2 separate regions of the Oryctolagus cuniculus genome follow, and region 1 is linked to region 2. The links are chromatin contacts, called in public Hi-C maps. All regions are on one chromosome and are shown on one strand. The core of a region is the stretch at or near the end of the contact, and the rest is flanking DNA. Distances in the headings are between cores, read along the strand shown. Region 1 holds the start of PPP1R14C (protein phosphatase 1 regulatory inhibitor subunit 14C). Region 2 has its middle 42 kb from the start of IYD.

Evidence for each region. Hi-C and Micro-C count contacts between places; a contact is called where the count stands out from the background.
Region 1: a contact with region 2 is called in a Hi-C map of psoas muscle, with 6 times the contacts expected there. The contact joins the promoter of PPP1R14C here to the enhancer-like site in region 2. A contact is called at or near these places in 3 of 6 Hi-C or Micro-C datasets (psoas muscle, skin fibroblasts and an unstated tissue).

What each region holds. Positions count from the first base shown.
Region 1 is chr5:17,733,155-17,739,261 of mOryCun1.1, forward strand. PPP1R14C (protein phosphatase 1 regulatory inhibitor subunit 14C) reads right to left here and starts at 3,224. Exons shown (of 4, transcript XR_007915900.2): 1 at 2,379-3,224.
Region 2 is chr5:17,560,142-17,565,886 of mOryCun1.1, forward strand. No RefSeq gene overlaps it. Among named protein-coding and RNA genes, the nearest start is that of IYD, 42 kb to the left of the region's middle. Within about 2 kb of position 2,595, at least 1 of the 8 cell types and tissues checked has an H3K27ac peak or open chromatin away from gene starts, as enhancers often do.

The DNA of each region.
Region 1 (6,107 bases), core at 1,974-4,473, 170 kb after region 2:
CTTATTCTTTCCCATTTCTTTCTTAGTACAATCATCTTACTTTATGCCACTGCAAAAGATAATTATTTTCCATTTGGCAAAGATCAAGTCCTTGCACCTCTCCCTTGCCTGGGACAGGCTCTTCTGAAATTAAATAAGTGCACCCCTTCTGCCCCACCAAAGCAGGAAACTCAGGGTTGGGACCAGTTTGAAGTCTGTCGAACTGGCTTTCTATGCCAAGTTCAAGCAGTAAACATTGGAAAACATTACCAACTTTAAATGCAAAAAGGACATTTCCCAATCGTCATATGCCTGAGGCTCGGAGTCAGAGTGGGTCCTTGTTGACTGATGAACCAGGCAGGGGCTGAAACACTTGCAAGTATCAGTAAGGGAAGACCAGCAGGCAAGAGGGCTGAAGTGAACCACAGAGCCCTATCAGCAGGGGAAGAGAAGGGAAGACACGGCCTTTCCTCGGGTACCTATAGTACACAGGTTTATTATACAATGAAGGTAATCACTAGCACAGAGATTACAAACCACCAGCTCCCTGCCCAGTGATTTCTATTCCATCGGCCCACAACTGCCTGAAAAAAACAACCCGAGAATACTCACCACGCATTAATGGCATGCAGGCAGCATAGAGCACTTTGTATGATTTCAACACAAACCCTGTCTCTCAGACACCTGACAGTTTTCACTGTGGGTAGAAGGTCTACAGCTCTGGTAGACAAGTACATGGGAAAGATTCAAGGTCATATTTACCCTTTAAAGTGTGTCCCTAATCGACATGTGCATCACAGTGAACATTCAAACCTCCATTTTTTCCCCCCAATTATTCTGAGGAATTCTGAGAATATATGATTGGTCATCCTACTAAGTTGGCTTAGACTTATTTCTAGTTTGCCCAGCTACATCTAATTAGTCTCCTTTAAGGATGAGCAAGGCTAAAGTGTTATTAATTTCAACAATAGTTTTTCTATTAACTCAAATCTTCTCCAAGCCCAAAATGGAGTAGAAAGGCTAGAATGAAATAAATGAAAATCATTTGGATTCAAGAGAGGCAAGACAGAACACATCCATTCACCCAACAGTAATCCCGTCTAAATCAAATATACTGTGTTTTTAAAGAGGTCTGCCAACTTCCTATAAAAATCCCAGGAACACGTCCTATTTTTGCCAGTTTTTACTTATGCAATTAAATTGGCTTTTTGTGAGAGCTGGCTGGAGAAACATATTTTCACAAGCTCATTAGTCATACAGTCAAGTTTCATTATATCATAATCATTCATCAATAGTCAGCGATGGGAATACTGTCTCCTTGAGCAATGAGAATTATTAAAGAAACTATGCGTGCACAATAGGCCATAAAACGTGTGAAATACACAATGCCCAAAGCCAGCGGTAAAGCCAGTGACCAGTGTGGCTTCCATTCTCGCCGAAGAGCCCAACAGCTCTGGGAACACAGACCTAGCTTTCTCCTGAAGCCACATCCTTCATCAGGAACCCCTTCCTGCCTCCAGCCCTTCCAAACTCCACCCCTCAAGAGAGTGGAATGTGTTATTTCATTTACAACTGTCGTTATTAAAGACTCTCACGGGAGACCGTTTGGGCTTGGGTCATCTTTCCAGCATGTGTGTGGCAGCTTATTCTACGTATTTCTCCCTACATCAAACGTGTACACGTCAGTCAGCCCTGCGTAGAACCTTGGCCCCTGAGCCGTGGGAGACTCCGCCGGAGCCCGGAGCAGGGCGCACGCCGCACACCACCCGCGGGGCTGCCTGACTCCCACCTGGGCACGCTCGGAGGGGGCCCACGGAGCATTCTGCGCCCATCTATGGGGAGAAAGAAAAACTGATTTGGCCAAGCCTAACACATACAGCCTTGGAAATGCAAGGACTAACGTTGGGGGCCAGGCGTCCGGGCTGGCTGGCAAAGGGAAACTGATCGTCTCACGATTTTTGCTGTAAATTTCAGGAACCGAGAGGTTCTCTGAGATTCCCAGAATCTCTCCTCTCTGCCCAGCACGCTCAAGCCCCTGCCCTGCTCCTTCTCCCCTCAAATCGGATCCCAGCAGGAAGCGCCGATCTCCCCGTCCGCGGCTGGGGCGCAGCTGGAGTGAGCCCCTCGGAGGCTCCACTTCGTGCAGCTGCCCTGCAGCCGAGACGCGCCCGGCGCTCAGAGAAAACCACAGCGCTTCGCGGGACCCAATCCACCCCCAGGGCCATCACGGGGGCACCGGGCAACGGGAGAGCCGCTGCACCTCGGCGCCAGGGCGTGCTCCGGGCGCTCAGTCCCCGGGAGTCTGGACCGAGCGCAGGCGCGCGCTGGAGCCCCGGAGATCCCGTGTGGGCACAGATGCCTACAGGGTCCCGACCCACCCCGGCCCCGCGCCCTGCTACCTCGCAGCCGTACAGCTGACCCAGCTGCTCCACGATCCACTCCTCCAGCACCAGCCGCCTGCGAAGCTCCTTGCGGTCATATTTCACCGTCACTTTTCCCTGCTGGTGGCGCCGCTGCTGCTGCTGGGGCTGCGGCTCCTGAACCTGCCCGGCAGCGGCCGCCGCGACCTCGGGCGCCGAGTCCTCCCGGGAGGAGCCTGAGCTGTTGCCGGAGCAGGGGCTGCTGCCGGCGCCGCCCCGGGGGCTCTGGAAGAAAACCCGCGCGCCGCCGCCGCCGCCGCCGCTGCCGGCTCCGCCGCCGGCCGCCTCGCTGCCACCAGTCACCAGAGACATGGTCCCGCGCCGGAGCCGAGTGCGGCCCAGAAGCGGCGGGCGGAGCGCGCGGGCGCCGCTACCACCTCGGGCCGGGCAGCCGCATGAGCGAGGCTCGCCGGCACCTGCTCCGCGAGCCGCGCACGCCCGGCAGCCGGGCTCGGCGGGGAGGGCGGGCGGGACCGCGGGGGCGGGGAGGAGGGCGGGGCGGCGAGCGCGGGCTTAAAGACACAGCCGGGGCCCCCCTCGCCGTCCAGTCCCGGGAGGAGGGATCCAGCGGCTTCCTGGTGGAGCGCCGCCGGCGCGGGAGTCGCCCGCGGAGACGCGCAGACACGGGCGGGGACTGCGTGTAGACCCAGAAGGGACTGGCCAGGTTCGGGTGTCCCGGGGTCCCGGGCCTTGCTTCTTGGAGACGGGAGATTGCGCTTCACCCGCGGTTCCGGAGCGCTGGCCCGGGCTGGCGGCAGCCGGGCAGGGGGCGCGGGAGCGGCTGGCGCAGCAGGGTGCAGGGTCCTCGCGCCCCCGCCCCGCCCCGCCCCGCCCCGCCCCGCCCCGCCCCCGGCTCCAAATGCAGATTCCCATTCACGGCGGGTGGGAGCCTCTTCCGCTCTGTACGGTGAGAAAAATCGACGAGGCGTCGCGGGTGCGATCGGGCAATCCGCGCGCTCGGGAAATCGTCGCAGCCCATTTTTCTTGGCTCACCGAGCCACTGGGTAGGCGCACGCATTGTGAGGTATCTCTGCCTCCAAAGGGCTTGGGGCCTGGGGGTCGCGCGCGGCGCTGGGGCTGCGGGGCTGGGGCCATCGGGACAGTAAACATTTCCGGGAAGGGGTCGGCGGCGCGGGGCTGGCCCTGCATTCGCTGCCAGCCAGCTTTCCTCTCCGTCCACACCATTTCCAAACAGCCTCTTTTTCTCCCCCGGGGAAGGCACCTGCCTTGGCTGACTCCACTCTAAACGTCAGGCCGCCAAGGGGAGTTAGGAATGAATGAGCTGATTATGGAGGCGTGGGGCGGAGAGGTGGGGAGGGGACTTGGAAACCCACGGGGGTGGGGGTGGGCTCGCGCACGCATTCACAAGGAGAAACATTTCCGTTACCCGTAACAGTGCATTTCTGTTCAGGCCACTGAAACAAACTACAAAGAGGTTCAGATACAGGTGAGCAATTTTATGAACGTTTAAAAAAAGAAATGAGTAAAGGTTCCTGGCAAGTCCTCAGCTTTGTCAGCGGTGAGATAGATAAGAAGGGCGCGCAAGTCTATTTCCTCTGCACACTTGCTGTGTGGCTTTCTAGACTGACAGCTAGGAAGGGAAAAGAGAGAAGTCCCCAGCAGCCTCCCCCGCCTCTGCTGCCTCCGGGCCTGAACTGCAGGTGCGCAGGTCTGCTCTACCCAGGTTTGGGATGGCCTTGGGTTGGGGTTTTCCAGCCAGAGACTGAGAAGGGATTTCCCCAAAGTGGTCTGTGCCTCAGGCTCATCCCAAAGACAGGTCAGGACCAGAAGAGCTACAGGGAAGGACCCAGGTGAGGGTTGTGTGAAGTCAGCTGGCTCCCGCTGGCCTCTGATGGCTGTCCCCATGAGGACATGGTCAAGACTAAAAGAGCAGATCTCTGCTGGTAGCAGGGGCCGGCTGTCCTTTAGAAGGCAGGTTGTCCTACAAATACAGCAGGGACCAGGACGCCACATTACCATGATTGACCCCTAGGGACCGATGGCCACTCTCCACAGCCGCCTCCCGCCATCTGCCTTGCAGGGTAGATCAGCTTAAACCCTGACCCTGACCTCCTGGCCCAAAGAGTGAGACCCTCAACAAAATGGAACTCTGTCCACAAGGGGGAAGAGGAGGGAGAGCCACAGCAACCAGCACACAGAGGAAGCTTGTGTCTCCCCAGCGTCTGGCATCTGGCCACGCTGGCCAGCGCCAGCTTTAACCAGTGGCACTCACCAGGAGAACTTAGAAACAGCTAACGTTTTAGCGAATGAAAAAGAAGCTATGGCAAATCTTTGCCTCTTTCTGGCTCTGGGAGCTGGCCATCCCGATTATTTTGGAAAATTGGGCCTGTGATCCTGCAGCAAAGAGTGGGAGATTCCAACTCCTTGCTTTTGAGTCTGGACAATGAATTCAGTCATTCGAGACCCGCTTCAAAGAATTTAGGAGAATTCACAAAGTTCTTTCTGAAAAATTCCTGTGTTAATTTTTTCTCACTGCATAGAATGCTTTTTTTCCCTTTGTGTTTGCAACTTGGCTCTCACTTCCAACTTCAAAAATGTCAGCTTCTAAAAGACACAGCATCTTAACTGGCAGAAGTGCGGCTGGGAAGTCACTTGGTCTCCTCCACGAGTACAGTGACCATCAGAGGCCCAGAGGGCTCACCCTGACTCGCAGGGAGGAACAGAACAGATCTGGAGAGCTCTTGGTACACATCCACTTGCTCTGCCCCCCTCCAAACACACACGCACTTCACCCTGCATTTGAATAATTAAAACTCAATGTTCCAGTCCTTGACGGACAGTAGAAATATTGTTTCTGCACATTTCAAAAATTGAAGACAAATATTTAAGAATAAAGGAAGTTTTCCCAGGTGAGAGACCCTTTGCCTAAGTGAATATGTAAACTCAGCAAAACCATCCAAGGGTGTTTCTCTTCTACAGTACAATATACATGTTTGTTCAAGGCAAATGCTTTTATTTCTAACCCACTAGGCGAGTTTTCAAAAATGCTAGTGAATCAAAAACAATGAACAGTTTTTTTTTTTTTTTATTTGACAGGCAGAGTTATAGACAGTGAGAGAGAGACAGAGAGAAAGGTCTTCCTTCCGCTGGTTCACCCCCCAAATGGCTGCAACGGCCAGCACTGCGCCGAGCTGAAGCCAGGAGCCAGGTGCTTCCTCCTGGTCTTCCATGCAGGTGTGGGGCCCAAGCACTTGGGCCATCCTCCACTGCACTCCCGGGCCACAGCAGAGAGCCAGACTGGAAGAAGAGCAACCGGGACTAGAACCCAGCACCCATATGGGTTGCCAGCGCCTCAGGTGGAGGATTAACCAAGTGAGCCATGGCGCTGGCCCCCAGTGAACAGCTTTGAGTGAGTGAATATAGTCGGGGGCTTTTCCAGAATGCCAGGCATGCGCGGTTACCTTGAGGCTGCGCCTCCCTGCTGTGAATCAGCCCAAGGAAACCTCATTGGCCAATCCCCTTGTCTTCATAGATTTGTGTTTTCTTAACTGGGCACTTTCCAGTGGCTCTCAGATTTGGGGAAAGACTTATTTTTTAGGAATTATATAGGTCCTTTATCACCGAATATGATCTTTACGCTCAGAGGTTGTCAGATAAGATGCCTTAATTAGGGATCCCAGTACTGTCTTCACCATTACCCCCCCCCCCAGGGAAACAATTAAATACTGTATAAATGTTTATACTTGG
Region 2 (5,745 bases), core at 1,345-3,844:
ACTGTGTCCGTGTGTCCTGCCAGAGGCACCGCCCCGTTAAGCTTGGCTACCTTGCTCTCCTCTACTCCATCTCATCTCTGAAATTCTTTCCTTATGGGAAGACCAGGACCTCTATTCCAGCCCTGTCTGCTAACAAACAGAGACAGCCCACATGTTTATGCCTTTGTATTCTTGTTAGTATTATTATTACTCAAGAGGCAGAGAGACGGACAGAGCTCCCATCTGCTGGTTCACTCCCCAAATGCCTACAGCAGCCAGCACTGGGCAGGACTGAAGCTGGGAACTCAATCCAGGCCTCCCCCGTGGGTAGCAGGAACCCAACTACTTGAGCCATCACCAGTGCCCCCCCCCCCCGGGTCTGTATTCAGGAGGCTGGAGGCCAGAGTGGAACCAGGAATCAAACCCTGCATTCCTACACGGGGTGCTGGCATCTTAACTGCCAAGCCGATGGTCACCCCAATGCCTTTATAGTCTAAAAGCATCATTGTATGCAGCTTAAGGCACTTCTTCTTTTACAAACATGAGGGTTTCGGGGCCGGTGCTGTGGCGCATCGGGTTAACGCCCTGGCCTGAAGCACCGGCATCCCATATGGACACCGGTTTGAGTCCCAGATGCTCCACTTCCCATCCAGCTCTCTGCTATGGCCTGGGAAAGCAGTAGAGGATGACCCAAGTCCTTGGGCCCCTGCATCCACATGGGAGACCCAGAGGAGGCTCCTGGCTCCTGGCTCCGGATTGGCACAGCTCCAGCCATTGCGGCCAATTGGATAGTGAACCATCAGATGGAAGACCTGTCTCTCTCTTCCTCTTCTCTCTCTGTGTAACTCTGACTTTCAAATAAATAAATAAATCTTGAAAAAAATTATGAGGGTTTCTCTACTTATCTCACTACACCGCTCTTTACCCCTCACGGAAATTCGGCCCCTGAGTAGACCTCGCTGATGCTCGGTATCGAGACAGATCCTCCTCCTTCCACACTCTGGCCGACGAGGTGCCCATTGGTACAGCAGGGCCGGTGGTGGGGATGACACCATGGGGAGGAGCGGGAAGGGAGTGGGGAGGCTACTTGCACACTGTGCTCAAGAAAGGTGGGACCTGAGCACAGGAATGATCCAGCCGGAGAGGAGCCAAGACCCCAGCAGATCAGGGGCTCAGCAGGTTCAGAGTCTCAGGGGCTCGGGCACTCCGGCTGTGAGCTGGGAGAGAGCTGCGGTGTGCGAGGACGCCAAGAAGGGGTGTGGGCTGGGGTTTGAGCATTTGCTGTGACACATGAGACGCTCCTTGTGTGACAGCCCTCTTGCTAAACCAGCCGGGGTCCCCCGAGATCCACACTGATCCCTTCCAAAGGCAGCGCTCCATTGACCCTCCGCTAGGCCCCACCTCTTAGAAGTTCGATGGCCTCTCCCACGGCACACTGGGGACCAAGCTTCCAACACGTGAACCTCTGGGAGACACACACACACACACACACACACAAGAAACCTGATAAGGGCCTAGCATTGTGGCTAACCCATTGTGGTTAAACCACCACCTGCATCGCCAGCATCCCTTATGGCTCCAGTTCAAGTCCCAGCTGCTCCACTTCCAATCCAGCTCCCTACTAATGCACCTAGGAAAGCAACAGAAGATAGTCCAGGTCCTTGGGCCCATGCACTCACCTGGGAAACGCAGATGGAGTTCCAAGTTCCTGGGTTCAGCCTGGCCCGTTTCTGGGTGGGTTACAACGATTTTGGAAATAAAACAGAATATGGAAGATCAATCTCTCTCACTCTCTCTCTCTCTCTAGCTCTGCCTTTCAAATAAATCAATCTAGAGAGAGCTACTCTGAATTGTTGCAAGGGGCGGCATAACCTGGTGTGCCACAATGCTGACCTTGGATAACAGAAGTTTTTGGCTTAAGCAACTGTGTGGGTAGTAGTGACAACACAGAGTCTTTGTTCTGGAAAAAGAAAGAAAATCTTGGAGAAAAAGTTCAAATTGGATGTCATTTCAAAATAACAAGCTTAAATAAACATTTGGGAAACACATATCATTAGTAATACCTGGGACAAGGAAAATAGATTTGAGGCCAGAGTTGAATGGAAGGTAGAAAATCTGCACGGTGATCATGGTTTTGCTAGAAATTCTCAGCTCCTGGATGAGTCCCTTCGTTACCTTGGAGACTGTTTGCCATCTGTAAAAACCTGGACGCAATGGAAGAGCTCAGAAATTCTGTGAAACGGGAGACATTGATGTCGGCTGACTCTTGCATATTTACTGACTTCGATCACGCTATGTAGCACAACAAGGCGCCAATTCCCCAAACCTAGTTGCTTGTAATTTTGCAGCAGTGCAACTTTGCATTGCAGAAAGAGCCCCCCTGTGGCTCCTCGTCCTAGACAATCAGCACCTTTGCAGGTATCCCAAACCCGGTGGGGGCGGTAACAAAACACGCCAGGCGTGTGGGTCTCTCCTTGCTCTGTGTGAAACATCCAGGCTCCTCGTGCTGTGCCATGATTAGCTGGGAGGACACCAGGAGCCGCCGCTGACTGGGCTGAAACTGTATCTAGACAGCCTCAGCTGATGGATTTGTCAGTGTCCGTCCGTTGGGACGGGTCTGGCTCGCTGCCTGCGTGCTCGGCTCCATTCAGCTCCTCTGCTGCTGTAACAGGACCCACAGCAGCGGGGTCATTTTGAGTTTGATTTGATTGACACGGGAGGCTGTTTTTGAGTTTGCTTTTATTACCACCACATTCATCAAACTGTGAGTCCTGCCCCTCCACGTAACTCTCTAACGACATGCAAAGAACGCTCCAGAAGGGTCCTAGCAAGAACCCTATGTCCCTGTCCCGGAGTGGGCCTCTGGCCTAGCCGTAGAGATGTAGCTTGGGACACAGCGTCCCATGTAGGAATACCTGGGTTTGGGTCCTCACTTCGCTCCTGATTTCAGCTTCCACCAATATGCACCCTAGGAGGCAGCAGGTGATGGCTTAAGTAGTCGGATCCCTTCCATCCTCACGAGAGAGACCTGGGTGGAGTTCCTGCCTCCTGGCATCAGCCTAGGCCAGTCCTGGCTATTATGGGTATTTAGAAGAGGGGGTGAACTAGCAAATGGGACATCTCTCCTCCCCCACCCCCAGCATGCCTGGGTTTCTCTGCCTTTCAAATAAATAAAATACATACATAAAAATGTAAAAATTCTGTCCAAGCTCAAAATAGGCCCAGTCCATGTCTCTTTGCTCATTTAGCGAGGGCCTAGGGTGTGACTGGTGTGTGTAGGTGAGCGGGGAGCAGCTACCACTTCAGGGGTCTCCTAAGGCCACTTGTCCTAGAGACACTCAACTCAGCCCTGGGAGCCCCTTCCACAAGCAGCGAATCACCTTTCAGACTGCACATAATCAGGTTGTCCAAGCATTAGTCCCCGAATGACAGTGATAGAACCCAACCAATCTGTGCAAGAGACATCACCTGCACTCCTGGTGGACTGAAAATCGCAGGCCTCTTTTTTTCTTTTTAATTTATTTACTTATTTAAGAGAGAGAGTAGATTTTCCATCTGCTGGTTCACTCCCCAAATGCCCACAACAGCAAGCACTGGCCAGGTTGAAGCTAGGAGCCAGGAGCTCCATGCGAATCTCTCACGTGGGCAGCAAGTACTCAAATTCTTAGGCCATCATCTGCTGCCTCCCCAGGTGCATCAGCAGGAAACTAGATTTGAAATGGAGCAGGTAGACTCAAATCAGCACTCTGATACGGGATACAAGCGTCCGAAGTGGCAGCTTAACCCACTGCACCATAATACCCGACTCATTGTCCTGATTTTTTTTAAAAAGATTTATTTATTTATTTGAAAGTCAGAGTTACACAGAAAGAGAATGAGAAGGAGAGAGAGAGGGAGAGAGAGAGAGAGATCTTCCATCCGCTAGCCCACTCCCCTAACGGCTGCAACAGCCGGAGCTGCGCCAATCTGAAGCCAGGAGCCAGGAGCCAGGAGCCTCCTCTAGGTCTCCCACATGGGTGCAGGAGCCTAAGGACTTGGGCCATCTTCTACTGGTTTCCCAGGCCATAGCAGAGAGCCAGATTGGAAGAGGAGTAGCCAGGACTTGAACTGGCGCCCATATGGGATGCTGGCACTGCAGGCAGTGGCTTTACCCGCCTCCCCACAGCATCGGCCCTAAGTGTCCTGATTTTTAAAGCAGCAAAGCACTACCCCAGCAGCAACTTCCTGCAATGATCTTATGAAATCATCTAAGTTTCTATTTTTAACAGGATCGTCCTCAAAATGTCAGCTACCTAAAATCACACACACACACACACACACACACACGCACACAGAACCATTCCCTCGGTAAAGATTTAACCTTCCTTCCAGGCACTGACATCAGCCTACATACCTTATTATTATTTATATGATAAATTATATGAATTAGGAATCTTGCCTAGCACATCTTGGGGACTCAATGGTCCTTGCTGAATGAATAAATAATGAACTAACAGATCAGCACATGTCACACCAGCCATAACCCACTCGGAGCTCAATGCTGGCTGAGCACTGGGACCCTGCTGTGGTTTGGATGCAGTTTGACACCTGGGTGCCTGCCTGGGGGAGGCCTGGTCCTCTGTGTTCAGGTGTTGGGTGCTGGAGGTGGCAGAACCTTTAAGAGGGAGTCTAGTGGGAGGTCCTTGGGTCATTCCAGGTGCTGGCTCAGGTAGGGGACCCCCGAGTTTGTTCTTGCAAGGGTTGTTGTAGAAGCAGGAGCATGGCCATGCCCCAGCCTCTTTGGCTCCCTGTCTGAGAAGTGTCCCCTTGCTCCTGCACACGCCCCCACTGTTCCACCATGAGGTTCCATCCGGACAGGCACCACCACGCTGTCTGCACTTGCAGCCTCCAAAACTGTGAGCTAAATAAACCACTTCTTTCCTGCGGTACCCAACTTCTGGTGATTTGTTAGTGACACAAACACTAACGCAGACCCCATGCCCCTCCCATTAGGGGATAAGGGATGCAGCACTCTTGTCTGGACCCTGTGGGAACTTGGGAAAAGCTGGAACTTCAAGACACCTGGCCCCAAGTAAGCACAGGCACCATGGAACATCAGGCCCAGGGGGAGTGGAGCTGGATAGTGTGGGAGCTGGATAGTGTGGGAGCTGGCAGGAGCTTCAGATTGGAGGTCGCTGTCGTGACAGGGTGGCCAGAGCAGGGAGACCCCCGCCCTATGCTGGGCCAGCTCTCCATGGCCTCCCAGCAGAATAACCACCTGGCCCTCGCCTGTGTCCTGGGCCTCCCTGCCTCTGCCCCCTGCCCCCTTCCGCTCCCTCCCAGTGCTCCCGCTTTATGTCTGTCTGCAGGTCTTTTCCCAGAATCCACCAGGAGCGGTGTGTCTACTGCCCACTTCTCCAAGGCATGGCTCCGATGCTAATGGCTGTGCCCTCTCGGGCAAGGCTTTAGCTCCCCGCCACCTCCCAGGTTCAGTCTTCTCAGGGGTGGGGAGGGGATTGAGCAAAGAGGACAGGAGGTTTCTGTGGGGCCCAGCTGAGGATCACAGGGCAAGTCACTGGTTTCCTTGGAGGAGTCGGGGCTGGGCTGGCATGCTGAGGCCAACAGATCTGGTGTGGGGGATGCCAGGATGGTGGAAAGGTATTGCCAGAAAAAGATAATGGGTTCTGTGGGCAAACCACCCTAGTCAACTTTTACTGGGGGCTGGGTCCGTCTGAGCTGGAGATGGACCCAGACTGCTTGGGGGTGGCAGGCTGGAGACCAGGCAGC